Regions from separate parts of the Gossypium hirsutum genome. Here region 2 is linked to region 1. A link is a contact called in public Hi-C data. All regions are on one chromosome and are shown on one strand. The core of a region is the stretch at or near the end of the contact, and the rest is flanking DNA. Distances in the headings are between cores, read along the strand shown.

Evidence for each region. Hi-C and Micro-C count contacts between places; a contact is called where the count stands out from the background.
Region 2: a contact with region 1 is called in a Hi-C map of leaf, with 2.1 times the contacts expected there. The contact joins the promoter of LOC107919429 here to the promoter of LOC121225717 in region 1. A contact is called at or near these places in 3 of 34 Hi-C or Micro-C datasets (hypocotyl and leaf).

The regions. Positions count from the first base shown.
Region 1 is chrD13:6,061,924-6,069,197 of Gossypium_hirsutum_v2.1, forward strand. It overlaps LOC121225717 (L-type lectin-domain containing receptor kinase IX.1), which reads left to right and starts at 3,867. Exons shown (of 1, transcript XM_041110137.1): 1 at 3,867-6,165. The coding sequence starts at 4,023. The coding sequence ends at 6,068.
Region 2 is chrD13:6,278,278-6,285,551 of Gossypium_hirsutum_v2.1, forward strand. It overlaps LOC107919429 (GATA transcription factor 28), which reads right to left and starts at 4,797. Exons shown (of 7, transcript XM_041110143.1): 1 at 4,027-4,797; 2 at 3,016-3,099; 3 at 2,667-2,800; 4 at 2,449-2,571; 5 at 2,172-2,277; 6 at 1,519-1,590; 7 at 1,065-1,396. The coding sequence starts at 4,353. The coding sequence ends at 1,298. LOC107919848 (KH domain-containing protein HEN4) reads right to left here. Exons shown (of 7, transcript XM_041110142.1): 7 at 4,162-4,310. The coding sequence ends at 4,302. It overlaps LOC107919850 (costars family protein), which reads left to right and starts at 6,582. Exons shown (of 2, transcript XM_016849242.2): 1 at 6,582-6,845. The coding sequence starts at 6,765.

The DNA of each region.
Region 1 (7,274 bases), core at 2,617-5,116:
GTATTGATTGACGAAACCTAAAATTCTGGAAATTTTATGGATGGAAGATATACGAGTTTATATTCAGGAAAAATTAACGGAAAGTGATTTGGAGTTTTGTAGCTCCAGTTATAAATGATTTAGTGACTATTGCTCAGGAAAAACAGCTTGTGCTGAATTTGAGATTGTGTTGTAAACCTTGATAAACTTGTTCTAGTTGCTCATGAGCTATCGATTAAACCCATACGTGAATTCTAAATTGTGATATTGGAAAATGATAGATGTAGATTCAGCCAAGAGAGTGTATGTATGTAATAAGGCCTAATGGCCGATGTGATGAATGTGAAAGTGTATGTATATGTGATAAGGCCTAATGGCCGATGTGATGAATGTGAAAGTGTATGTATATATGTGATAAGACCTAATGGCCGATGTGATGAATGTGAAAGTGTATGTATATATGTAATAAGGCCTAATGGCCGATGTGATGAATGTGAAAGTGTATATGTGTGATAAGGCCTAATAGCCGATGTGATGAATGTGAAAGTGTATATGTGTGATAAGGCCTAATAGCCGACGTGATGAATGTGAAAGTGTATATGTGTGATAAGGCCTAATAGCCGACGTGATGAATGTGAAAGTGTATATGTGTGATAAGGCCTAATAGCCGATGTGATGAATGTGAAAGTGTATATATGTGATACGGCCTAATGGCCGATGCGATGAATGTGAAAGTGTATATATGTGATAAGGCCTAATGGCCGATGTGATGAATGTGAAAGTGTATATATGTGACAGGGCCGAGTGGCCAACGTAATGGATGTGAAAGTGCATAAATGTGAGAAGTCCCGAAAGGCATTTGTGTCAGTACTATATCCGGGTTAAAACCCCGCAGGCTTTATGCGAGAATATTATCACTGATTAATGTCCTTAAGCTTCGTGCTTGTACTATATCCGAGCTCTAAAGACCCGATGACTACGTGTGGGGATTTTGTCCGAGTAAGACCCGATAACTTCGTGTGGAGATTATGTCCGGGTAAGACTTCATAATAAGAATTGCTTATAAATATATTCAATGCGAAAGGTTAAACAGGTATGTACTTCAAGTTTATATGTGAGCTTGATTTGCACTAAATCATAAGGTAGTTATGTGATGCATACGAAAGCAATCTATGAGACTATTCCTATGATTATGTGACATCGGATCAGTGTGAGAGGTGATGTGAAATCATACGATATATCTATGTCACATGAGCTCACTTTTATGTGAAAGTTTATCTGCCTATTGTATATGATGAGATGTGCAGATTCGGTAAAGGGATGGTATGCCCGAAGGAATAGTGAAATAAAAATACGAACAACTATGTTATAATTTGATTGTTATCTGTTGACACTGCTTAAAACTTACTAAGCATTGTAATGCTTACTCCGTTTACTCTGTTTCCTCTGTTTTATAGATCTCATTGCGAAGCTACAGGCTCGGGGATCGTCAGCAACTAGTCACACTATCACTATCCACTGTTTGGTACTGCTATGTTTCGGATTGTCTTATGGCATGTATAAAATAGACTAGTGGCGGAAGAATATTTTGGTTAATGTATATAGCCATGCGAAAATGGCTTATATATGTTTGAGCATAATGTTATAATCATTTGGTATGGAATGGTTAATCGCTATCATGATTTGTGCTATTTATGCTAAAAGGGCTAGTTGAATCATGGAAACTATGAAATGGGTAAAGTCTACCTTAAAGGCAGATGCTGGCAGAAGCAGTGATGTAGATTTGGAAAATCACTAAAAATAGTAGGATTGGAATTAAATAGTGAATAAATTATGTAAACGAACCTTGATGAATCTATTTTCATAGGAAAGTAACGAAATGATCATATGGACAGTATGTTAAGAGATATTCAGGTTCTCGTGAGAAAGGGCCAGAACGGTTTCTGGATTCCCTGTTCCGACTTTGGAAATTCATTATAAATTAACCAGAGATAATTAGGAGTCATGCCATATATGTATGGATTCCTCTCTGAGTCTAGTTTCTATAGAAACAAACGGCATCAGTATTGAAGCCTTGTGCAGGGAGATATCCAAGTCGTAATGCGCAAAGGTCAGTGTAGTCGATCCCTGTAACATGGGAGACTTTGACTAATAAACTGTACTAATTGGCCTGACCAAAAATTCTAGAAAAAAATTATGTAGATGGGCATATGAGTCAAGTTTCAGGGAAAAATTACGAAACTGATTTTCAAGTTGTGAAACTCAAGATATGATTTTTAAAGCAACTAGTACGCAGATTGGTAGTGTCTGAGAAATTTTTTTTTATAAGTGGTTAAAGTCTGCTAACACCTCGTGTTCGACTCCGGTGACGGTCTCGGGTTCGGGGTGTTACAATATGTGTAATATTTATTTGATTTTATAATATTATAATTCACCATACCCCATAATATAGGTAGAAAAAATAAATATTTGACATATAAAATTATATTTACTAAAAATAATGATATTTGCAATAATTATTTGATTTTATAAATAAAAGAGTTATTAATTAAAAATAAAAAAGAAAACAATATATTTATTAATTGTAAACATTAATTAAAAATAAAAAAAGCTTGAAACAACATGAAATAAAAAATACATATTAAAATACTTATAAATGGAATCAAACTTAGGACTTGTGAATGAAATCACAGTTATCTAACTAAAAGAACTAATGTGTTAAAAATATTAATTAAAAACATAAAACAACATGAAATAAAAAATATAAATGTGAGTAAGAGAAGAATTGAACTTGAGACTTAAAGATAAAAGTACTAAGATTTAACCACTAGACAAAAAAACTAAGTTATATATTTTTAATGAAAAGTAGGATATGTTTTTTTTCTAAAAATAGCGTAAATCGATAAATTTAAAAAAACAATATATTTTCCAAATAAATTTTTTTTCCAACATATTTATAAAATTTAGCCTTTTTTTCCAAGAAACTTCCGCATGTAGAATACAATTACGGGTCAGATCAGACGTGTTTCAAACTTAGCCCGATTAGTCCACCAATTTCATTTCTTCAAAAAACAAACAAAAGAGAGGCCATACATTATTTATTACTTAGTTGCGTAAAGACCGCGATGCTTGACTTGCTCTCCTCCACTCTTCCTCCTCCTTTCTTGGAAATTTCAGAATTTCTAGACCCAAAAAATTAGGTTAAAAAGATGTTATAACTTTGTGTATTTTTTATATTTTTATATTTTAAAATTTATTCTATTTGTTTTTCATATTTCAAAATTTAATTTTAATTCTTAAGGTTGTTAAATTTATTGGTGTGTCATTTAAAAAAAAATATAACTAAAAAGGGACATAATAGAATTCAAATGAATAAAATAATCTTAATTATGTTAATGATTATACTTTAATTTTACAATCTGAAAAAGTAAAGGATTAAAACTTAAAACATAAATAAACATATACTATTAGCTTTTACTTAATTATAAAGCTTTAAAATTAGTGGTGGAATCGATTAGACGATCCGTGCTTAATTTAATTAGTTCGATTGTCAATTCAATAATAATAAAATAAACAATTAAAAATTAGTATAAATTTTATAAATTGATTCAACCGTTGATTTTTTATCTCAATTTTTGGTTTTTTTATCACTATTGATTTGATCTATATCCAATTTTTTGCCACTAGTCAACTTGATTTAATCGACTAATCTGATTTGATTCTAGCATCTACTAATTTACTGCGTATAAATAATTGAATTGCTGATTTTTTATAATTTCTTTCATATAATTTGTGTTTTTTTTATACATCTTTTGTATAAATTATTGAACCAATTATATAATGATAAAATTAATTATATCATGCTGTAATTAGCGATTTTGTTGGGTATCGTGAAAGATGAGGTAACGAATGCCCCATGGTATTGCTCGTAATATAAGCCACTGGTTAGGCTGAGCTGTGTTGTGGACTTTTTGCTGGGTCTTACTGTAACTTTACTTTTGTGATAGATAATTTGATGAGCTTAATTGATCCCTCTTTTGCAAATGAAATTATGCAAGAATTCGGTAACAATTTGTTTGTTCGTCTTGGCTCTGTTGGGCTGTATGGAAACACATGGTTCCCTGGGAGCCAATCAACCAGGTTCGAACCGATCCAACGTCACGGTGGCAGCTGCACCGAGCCCTAGTTCCACAGCAGATGGTTCATCACCTCAAGACTACTTGAATGTACACAACGCAGCTCGTGCAGCAGTCGGTGTTCGCCCCCTCACTTGGGACGATGTGGTGGCAAGGTACGCAGCAGACCATGCCAAACAGAGGATATCGCAGTGTGAGCTTGTGGAGTCTAGAGGGCCTTACGGTGAGAATCTTGCATGGAGCAAGAATGATCTTTCTGGATCCGATGCTGTAAAAATGTGGATTGATGAGAAGCACTACTATGACTTTGAATCAAATAGCTGTAGTCCAGGCTATGACTGTGCCTATTATACTCAAGTGATTTGGAAATATTCAATTCGTCTCGGATGTGCAAAAGTGAGATGTAATAACGGGGGAACTTTTATTGTTTGTAACTATGACCCTCCAGCTAAGCATCCAGAGAATTTGTCACTCATCGGAGCGATCTCGCCAAACCCTGCTGCTGAACCAGATTCCTTTGATCCGAATGACCTGATGGGACTAGTGGTGGGGTTAATTGTCGGAGCTTGTGCTTTGATTGTTGTCCTATGTTTGGGATGTTGCTTCTGCTCAAGGAGAAAAAGAAACAAGGACAACGCCAATGGAGACCATGACAATCATGTAATCATCGGAGCAATCTCTCCAAGCGCTGCTCCTGCACCACATTCCTTTCCTTCAGAACACCCGAAAAGGAGGAAAAACATTAGAGGATTAGTGGTGGGGTTAATTGTTGGAGCTTCTGGTTTGATTCTTGGCCTAGGTTTGTTAGTGGTGGGGTTAATTGTTGGAGCTTGTGCTTTGATTTTTGGCCTAGGTGTGTTCTTGGGGTTCTTTTTAAGGAGATTAAGACGAGAGGACGACACCAATGTAGACGATCACGATCACGTATCGGATATGTTCTTTCACAACAGTGACTTTCGACATGGAGCGGCGCCGAGGAAATTTTCCCTGGAAGAATTAGCAAAAGTGACAAATATGTTCAAAGGTGAAAAGCTAGGAGAGGGAGGTTTTGGTGCAGTTTATAGAGGGTACTTGAGGGACTTGGATACCCATGTTGCTGTTAAAAGGATTTCAAAGGCCTCTAAACAAGGAATCAAGGAATATGCATCCGAAGTGAAGATCATTAGCCGATTGAGACACAAAAATCTGGTCAAGCTTATTGGCTGGTGTCACGAAAAACGCGAGCTCCTACTCGTTTACGAGTTCATGGCTAATGGTAGCCTAGATTCCCATCTTTTCAAAGGCAAAAGCTTACTGAACTGGGAAGTGAGATGCAAAATCGTGCAGGACTTGGCGTCGGCTCTATTGTATCTACACGAAGAAGGCGATCATTGCGTGCTACATAGGGATATCAAAGCCAGCAACATCATGTTGGATTCAAATTTCAATGCTAAACTCGGGGATTTCGGGTTAGCTAGGCTAGTTGATCATGCAAAAGGTTCGCAAACTACTCGATTAGCTGGAACCATCGGTTATATGGCACCGGAGTGCATTTCTTCGGGAAAAGTTAGTAAGGAATCAGATGTCTATAGCTTTGGCATTGTGGCACTGGAAATCGCGTGTGGTAGACGATCAATAGAGCCTGAATATGAAGAGTCCAAGGCATCGTTGGTGGCCTGGGTGTGGGATTCATATGGAAACCAAAGGCTGCTTGATGTTGTGGACCAGAAACTATGCATGGAGTTCGACTATAAACAGATCGAATTCTTGTTGATCGTCGGATTGCGGTGTGTTCATCCTGACCCGAGTTCAAGACCGTCAATAAGGCAAGCTATTCAGGTTCTTAACTTTGAGGCACCGTTGCCGGAACTTCCAAGTTCGAGGCCCATACCGACATATCATGCACCAAATACTTCTGAAGTTAGACCAAGTGAGCCGTGTTTTTCATGTTTAACTATTACAATCCCACGTTAAATATGTATATATATGGGACATGAATAACTCCATTAACTCTGCTGGTCGACACTCATTTTCGCAACATTTTCAATATAAATGCCTCAAATTTCATCCATGTACTAAAAAAACCCAAAAAGAGTTTCTTGGAATGTTTTTTCCCCCCCTTATATTATCAATTTCGTTATACTAAGTTGTTAATATAATGATAAAAGATTTCGTTGATATTATTAATTTAAGTCTCACCGAATATAAATTTAGTGTATTTATCGTTTATTGCATTCTTAATTTGATAGTTTATTTAATTATAATTTATTAAACACCAACTCAATTGAATAACGATTAAAATATCATTATTTTACAAAACGTACCATATAATTTTAAAGATATTTTTATCTCTTTATATCTTTTATATAAAAATAGAAAATACACACATAGCTTTTAACATCTCTATTTTTCCATTTCAACTAGAACCTCATTTATTTTTTATATTAATTTTTTATAAATATAGTTGTTACATAATTTTATTTTTCATCCAAATATGACACAATTTAATTATATTTATAATTCCGAGATAATTATGATTTTAAAAGGAAATTTAAAAATTATCCATTGAGAGCAGGGACCAGAACATTTGAACATAGCTTTTTCTCGGAGTTTTGGTCCTTCTAGTATACTTAAATTTAAAATTTAGTCATTAGACTCAAGTTTAATGTAACTTGGTTCTTTATTTTTATAATGTTTCTAGTTAGTTCAAACAATTGACGGACAATTAACTCCATTAGTTAACTATTTTAATACAAAAAGTGGTAAATGAGCTTAATTAAGCTCAAACTTAAGTAACTCAATTATATCTCGAGTGAAGCTGGAACTTAAAAATAGATATTCGATCGAGTTAGAGCTTGACAGTATTCAGGCTCTGCTTAGCTCAATTACACCCTAGTTGGATGAAAATCCTTCATCCTCAGCATCGATACTTCTCCTAATTCAACTTGCAGAGTAGCAGGAGGAAGAATTACTTTATCGTGAAATTGCTCTCTAAATTTCTCCTGTGCTTCGCTGGAGGTGTTCATGGAATCAAAATATGCTTCAACTCCTCCACAAGCCTTAAACGCATTACTTTCATGCAGCAAGTCTTTAGCCTTTGTCTGACAATGCAACCAGATCTTAGCCAGCTTCATAAAGGTTAGCACACTTTCTCTCAAACAGTTGGCTACGAACCCATTA
Region 2 (7,274 bases), core at 3,547-6,046, 220 kb after region 1:
TTAATTGATTAAAAAAATAAATGCAACAAGTACAAAAAAGATTCAAAATTATTACCAACAAGATTTAAACCAAGGTACTAAGGGAAAAGAGCAAGTATCTTAACCAACTAAGCTAAACTAATTAATTGACATATTATAAAATACTGTTATTATCTTACTTATATTACTTACGTTCTAATGATTTATCGGACCTATTCCATACACGTGTCAAATCAGAAAAAATAATACAACAATTCTGTTATAAAAATTCGGTGTTTACTTCAAATAAATAAGGAAAATAATGATTTGAATGTTTCAAAAAATTCAATTTTAAACCGAAAAAATCAAATTTAAAGGCAAAAAAAGATCTTTTTCGACGAAAACTGCGCCAAACCACCTTCGGCTGTTTGTCAGCGCGTAGATCTCGAAAAGTTATTCGAAATAAAAAAAAATCGTCTCAATCGGACAACCAAGCCAAAAGTTATGACCTTTCAAAGTTTTCCAAGCTAAAAAACATAAATTGTTCATAAATTATTGCTTCCACGTTAGAAAATCACGCTTTCGTAGACGCGATTTGTTGCCACATAAGTAATCGCATTGACGTGGACGCGCTTTACTAACACATCCCCTGACATCGCGCTGACGTGGTCGCGATTTCAGGAAAAACAGCCCATTCCGGTAAATAATAAAATACCGGGCCCATTTCGATAAATTTTAAAAAAATAGGGTTTTTATGTGTAATTTGCCCCTAAATCATATCTATTAATTTACCAATATATAATTAACAGTTAAAAATCTCTTACATTAAATAAAGAATTAAACATTTTTAATTGATTAAAAATTCTACAGGCATTATCTACAATAAAATAATAAATATTAGGATTGACTTTATAAAATACTAATCACAAAACTTGTTAAAACATGCTAATATAAGTAAATCCTGTCAATTTGGACTTGCATTACTTAAGTCTTCAACCCTCCCTTTGATAAACATATACACATTATGATCGGCTGAGATGGTTACCACCTCTAAAGTTATCCTCATTAAGCACAGCACATTCATAATTGTGAAGATCCAAAAAAGGGAAGAGAAATATGGGGACATTAATTAATGTTGAAGGTGAGAGTTTTGTTGTTCTTTACTCCTAAGTTACATAAAACTAGTTTAACCTGTATCTCAAAATTATTTACACAAATGAGCAAAGGCAATGTGCCATATATCTATTATATATACAGTTGCCAAACCATCTCGGATTATTACAACAAAGTTTGACATCTGCCTTGAAACACCAAAGTAACATTGCACTCACCGTATTACTCATCTTTCGGAAGTCACACCAGAGTTATCTCTGTTCGATGAAGATACAACAACTGCAGTCCCAGTTACAGCCTCCGATTCATTAGCTTCAGCATCACTCTGATAAAACACACGCCATGTTGTAATAAAAAGTTGTGAGATTTGTAGAATGGTTAGGATGTAACTCTAATGAAAACAAGCAATGAATAACTATGATGGATATTGTTCTGAATTAGCAATACCTGTTCTGTAGTCTTCACAGTTGGATCCTGGATTGCTACCATGGAGACCTTCGAAAGGTCTCTCAAAACACCCTGATAATCACAATTCAATTTCCCAAGTGAATAACTAAAGAATTACGTGCGATTGTTGAAGAACATCTTTTCCTACGAGCTACAAGTTAAGTACTACGTTTGGTACTCAAGCACAATCTATAATGTTGTTCCCCAATTTCGAAATTTACTGTAAATTTGAAGCATAAGGTTGAAGCAAGATTGGAGGCAAGTTTTTCAACTCTAATCAAGAAACTGACGTGCGAAGAGATAAGTGCCGGCAATGTCTGTGATCAAAGTCAAGAAATTAACAAAAAAAGGTTCTACTGTTAATCTAACTAGCACCTTCTCTTGTATTCCATTCATACAAGAAAAATAAGCAATTCAAACACTTGGACAAAATAAAATAAGCTTATGATAATAGGTCATATTGATATGCCTTTCTAACAAATCACAATGATTAATCATAGTCTTGAGTGATTAAATATAATTCAAATTATGAAGAATATATTATTAACAAAAGTGTTAAGAGAATTGTCAATCATCTCATAGTAAGATCTTGAGCTCGCATGCATTGACACAAGGAATAGACTTATAAAAAACTTTTTCCTATTTTAACAAACCTTATTTGCCCACTTGAGTCCACATGCATTGCAAAGTGTCCTAGGACCAGCAGGACCTCGACGCATCATAGGAGTTTTCTTAGAACTGATTCCACAGTGTGAGCATCTACACAGGAAAACTAAACAATAAAGAAGAGAACCTACAGAAATCCCTTTTATTGGCACAAAAAATATAATAGCTAGAGGACAAGCTAAACTAACATCTTTTAGTGATGTGTAATACCGATCCAATGATCAATTGTTAGAAAGCTATTTGATCATAGAAAGGACTACTCACAAAGTTTCTTGCATGCTCTCATCTTGTCCAGAGCCTGGTGTTCCACTCCAGCCTGAAGAAGCCGAAGCTACTTCATCAGAAATTGCCTTGGCTGATGTGAACTGGCCCTTCTTACGCTGCATCCTAACAAATCATAAATAGAGTGTTAGAAAGAAAGTGGCATGAACAAGTTCCATTTGAAGAAAGAAGGTGGGGGGAAAATATGATAATTGGAATACCGGAGAGCCACTTCTTTCCGCACAGTATAGCGGATTTTCTTATCAAAGCACCGCTCTTTTCTCTTCTCCCGAAATCGGTTTAAAGAAGCTGCTCTATGGGGTTGAATTGACCTCCCAGGAAAGTCACCCATGCCCTAGGGGAATTGTAATAAAAGAAGTGAAAAAGTATAAACAAAACAAATCTTCCCTAAAGAATCAGAAGCAGCTCTATGGGGTTGAATTGACCTCCCAGGAAAGTCACCCATGCCCTAGGGGAATTGTAATAAATGGAGTGAAAAAGTATAAACAAAACAAATCTTCCTTAAAGAATCAGTCACAAGATGACTAAGATGATTCATCTAATGCATACCCTTTGAGCAATAGGAGTTGCAGCCAATGCAGGAATGCCCGAAGGGATTTCATATCCACCTAGAAGTAACAAAACTGCCTGTACCTGAAAAATTCAAGCACTTCTTTATACCTGAAACTGCAAGCCATAATATCACCTACTGCAATTTATCCACCACAGCCTAACATTCAATTATGTTTAGACGATCAACAAAAAAAATTCCATGTCAGTCTTGCATCATAATCATCTAAGACTGAACTGTACACATTCTTGTTGTTACTTCAAGCAATAATAGCGCGCACAATTCAATCATCCACAACAATTTTACATCTAAACATATTATTATGTTTAACGATCAATTTAAAAAAAATACATGTCAGTCTTATATCATAATCACCTAATATTGAACTATACACTTGAATTTACAGAAGTGCCCTCCGAGAAAAGTAAGAAATCAAAAGATGTAAACGACCAGAAGCGTAAGACTAACTGAGAATGTTACGTTTAAACAGCCACAACACAACTGCAACTGAATGTAACTTACATAATAAAAGGACAACAATGACGACAACTAGAATATACCCGAACAGAACCGTCTTGAACAAGCCTTCTTACACATAAGAAGGGACAATCAAAAGCAACAAAAATAATTAATGGGAAGTAGATACATGGGACATCGTTAATGAACAAATGCAGAGCATATCCACCAGATACAACTAAACTTTGAGGTGAAAAGGGAAGCCCTGTCTTCATTTGATAAAGGCAATGGCATCACCACATTTAATTGACTAGGTAAACCAAAACATAGATGCAAAAAAACAAAACAAAAAATTGTAGCAAAATTAGAAGTAAAACAAAATTGGCCGCTACTTAATAATTCTCACAACTTGACAATTAGAATCATTAATTAATGCAATTAACCTAAACCCAGATTCGAAAAGTAAACATTTAAAGGAAATAAATAGCTTCAAAACTATATTAAAATTAACACTACTAGAAAAAGGACACATGAAAAAAAAAAAGAGAACGAACCTTGTCAGGTGAAACGGAATCAAAGACGTAAACTTCCCCTTGAAACGAGAGGGTGAGCTGATCAGCACTTGAATTACCCTGAACGGCGGTTAAATCGGATCCTTGACCATAAAGATTGGCGTGAGAAGCTTCTTCCATGCCATTATTCATAACCGTAACAACCCCGCCGCCGCTTTCTTGGTATCCAATCTGAGGGTTATCCACCGACTCTTCACCTCCTCCGCCGCCTCCGCCGGGAACGTCCTCCTCCTCCTCTTCTGGGTTTCGTTGCATGTTCATCGCACCTGAACCGTACAATGATGTTGAGTGGTGATTCGAATTCGCCATTCCTTTCGCATCGAAATACCCACAAATTTTGACTAAAAAAAATATAAAATTGGAAGCCAAAAAAATCAGAGAACCCTAAGAGGAAAATTTCAAAACTACAGTTTAAAAGAATTTAATAACTTATTTAACTTAATAACGAAAACAAATGTTTTTCTTATTAATTAAAATGTGAAGCTATTGGAGAAAGGATGGGGAAGAAGATGAAGGAGCAGATTGGGGGAAGAAGGAAAATGAAAAAGCCCTGACGAATGATGATATTTACGCTTTATGCCACGATGAGCGAGTGATCAACCAACTCAGTAAAACTGGTGGGGATTTGTGAGTGGTGAGTACCGAGTTGACTCACTGAGTTAAGGGAATGGCGAAATCGAATGGTAGAATTTAGGGTTTGGGACAAAAATAAAAAGGGCCAGCTAAAGGGTAATGATAAAACTACGGCCGGTTGTATCAAATGTTTAATCATTGGCACATCGTTTAATCATAATGTTTTTCTATAAAGGGAATTTTATTGAACTTTCGAATGAAAACTGAATTTCTTTACAATTTGATCCCCCTATTCTCAGAATTTTGATTTAATTCTTCTACTTTTCCGATTAGAATAATGATTCAATTTTTCCTTAAAACACTCTGACACATTTCTGTATTAATTTTTTTATTTAAATAAACTAATAGTATACAGATAAAATTTACAACATAAAGACTAAATCGGCGCCAAAACCACAATTTCCCCTTTTTGTTGATAATGAATTCTCAGCTTTACAGATGGACGTAATGATAGTTTTGAAGAGCTAGTTTTCCACCAAATAATAATATTTTTTAAAAATTCTAAAAAGAAAAAAAATCATATATTTAATTATACATTAAATTATATCACACCCTGAGGTGATATAAAACATTCTATGTATAAATATGTTCTCTTTTAAATTTTATTGATCAAAGAAAATATATATTTAATGCTTTTAGTTATTTTATTTAAAAATTATATAAAAAAGACAATATCATTATAATGATATTGATTATCATTTAAAACAAAGTGTATGTTAATATTTTTCTAACTAAATTGGCACCCAATAAATCAATGTTGTTTGAAACTAACCAGTCAAACTTGGGTATCAATTCGAAAAGGGATTTTAAACCGGTTGGCTCGAGCAAAAAATCAATTGAATCAAAATTTTTTAATTTTTAATAATTTTTTAATCAGACCGCTTGAATCAATCAAACCAACCGACGAATCAATAGCCTAATTGATTTTACCAACTGTCCGATTTAAATGATAAACTCATAACACCAACTCAATCAAAAATCTTATAAGTCCCAATCCTATCTATGATATATTAGATTATAAAAACAATACTACTATGAAAATTCGATATAAAACTCAAATAAGTCATTGGTTAAAATGAAATTAATATGTTAAAAATAATTCAACTGTATATATTTTTAGATTGTATATAAAACTATAAAAAAGAACAAAAAATACTTTACTAACAATATGTACTGTTGATGACAACACCCACTCATGCACAAAGGCTAGGGAGGGCCCGAACCCCTAAAATAAAAAATTTTATCTTTAATTTAAAATTTTTAAAAATTTTAAATTAAAGATAAAATTACACTTTTACCTCTCCTAAAAATAATAAAAATTTAATTTAATCTTTTAAAAATTATAAAGACATGACTATTAAAATGGTAAAATTATACAATTTAATTTTGATCCCTTAAACAAGATTTACTTCGGCCCTGCTCATGCAGACTCCTAAATAACAATATTGAAAAAATGGAACTACTTTAAAATCAAGGGCCAGTAGCTGAGAGCCCAAGAAAAACTCATAAAAGTCATTTGATCTGACGGCCATTATTGGTTGAGCATCCGTAGAAAATCCACTCCAGTTTGCACATGAGCTGGGCCACCACAAAGAGATGAACCCCTTTACATATGCCAATCACCAAATTCTTATCCCCAAATAGTTGACTCTTCAAAATTTTAAATTTAATCCTTATCTGACTTAAAAGTTAAAGGACTGTTAAACCTGAATATGTATTATAAATTGATTTTTAATTTTTAAAGCAGAGCCTTAAATAGTGAATAGTCACGTATTCGAATTTAGCAACAATCTTTGGCCTTAAATTTTTAAATAAAAAAAAGTATATGAACTAAATTTCAAAACTCCAAAGAGTAGAAGGTCTGAGTACATAATTACCCCCAAAAAGAAAATAATAAATCAAATGATCTGTGGTCTGTTTTAATTTCACTTTTATTACCCTTTTTTCTTTATAACCTCAAAGAAAGTTTCCTATAAAATAACACATTGATCCCAAGAACCTCATAAGAGAAAAAAACCTAGACATCCTAAAACATATATTTGCATATATCATTGTTGTCTTTGTCATTGTTTTTCCAAGAAAGCACAATGAATGTAGACGAGGAGGTGGAGAGACTCAAGGAAGAAATCCAAAGACTAGGCCAGATCCAATCAGATGGTTCTTACAAGGTTGCTTTTAATCCTATCTTATTATTCTCTGATCTGGGTTTTTAATTTTATGCAAAAAGTTGCGCATTAAACCCTTGTTTGATCTGGATCTGGGTTGGTTCAAGCTTTCTCCATTTTGTTTCTTTGTTTGTTCCATCTTTTCCTAAATAGCTAACTTAGCTACATGACAATCAGATCTGTTTATTGATTTTTTTTTCCACTGCTTCAAACTTTCCATTTAGATTCATTCCCTAATGGTAAACTATGAAAACAGAGAGGAAAAGCATAGTTTGGGGCTATGTTTACTCATATTCAGGTGCAAGTGTCAAATAGATACCTGTATCCGACACAGGTATGGTCAGTGTTTCCATGTATTTGGAGGATCTTGAAGGTCATAGCTCCATATTATGTGTTGGTCAGGTGTTAGGTACGGGGGGTACTTCAAGAAAA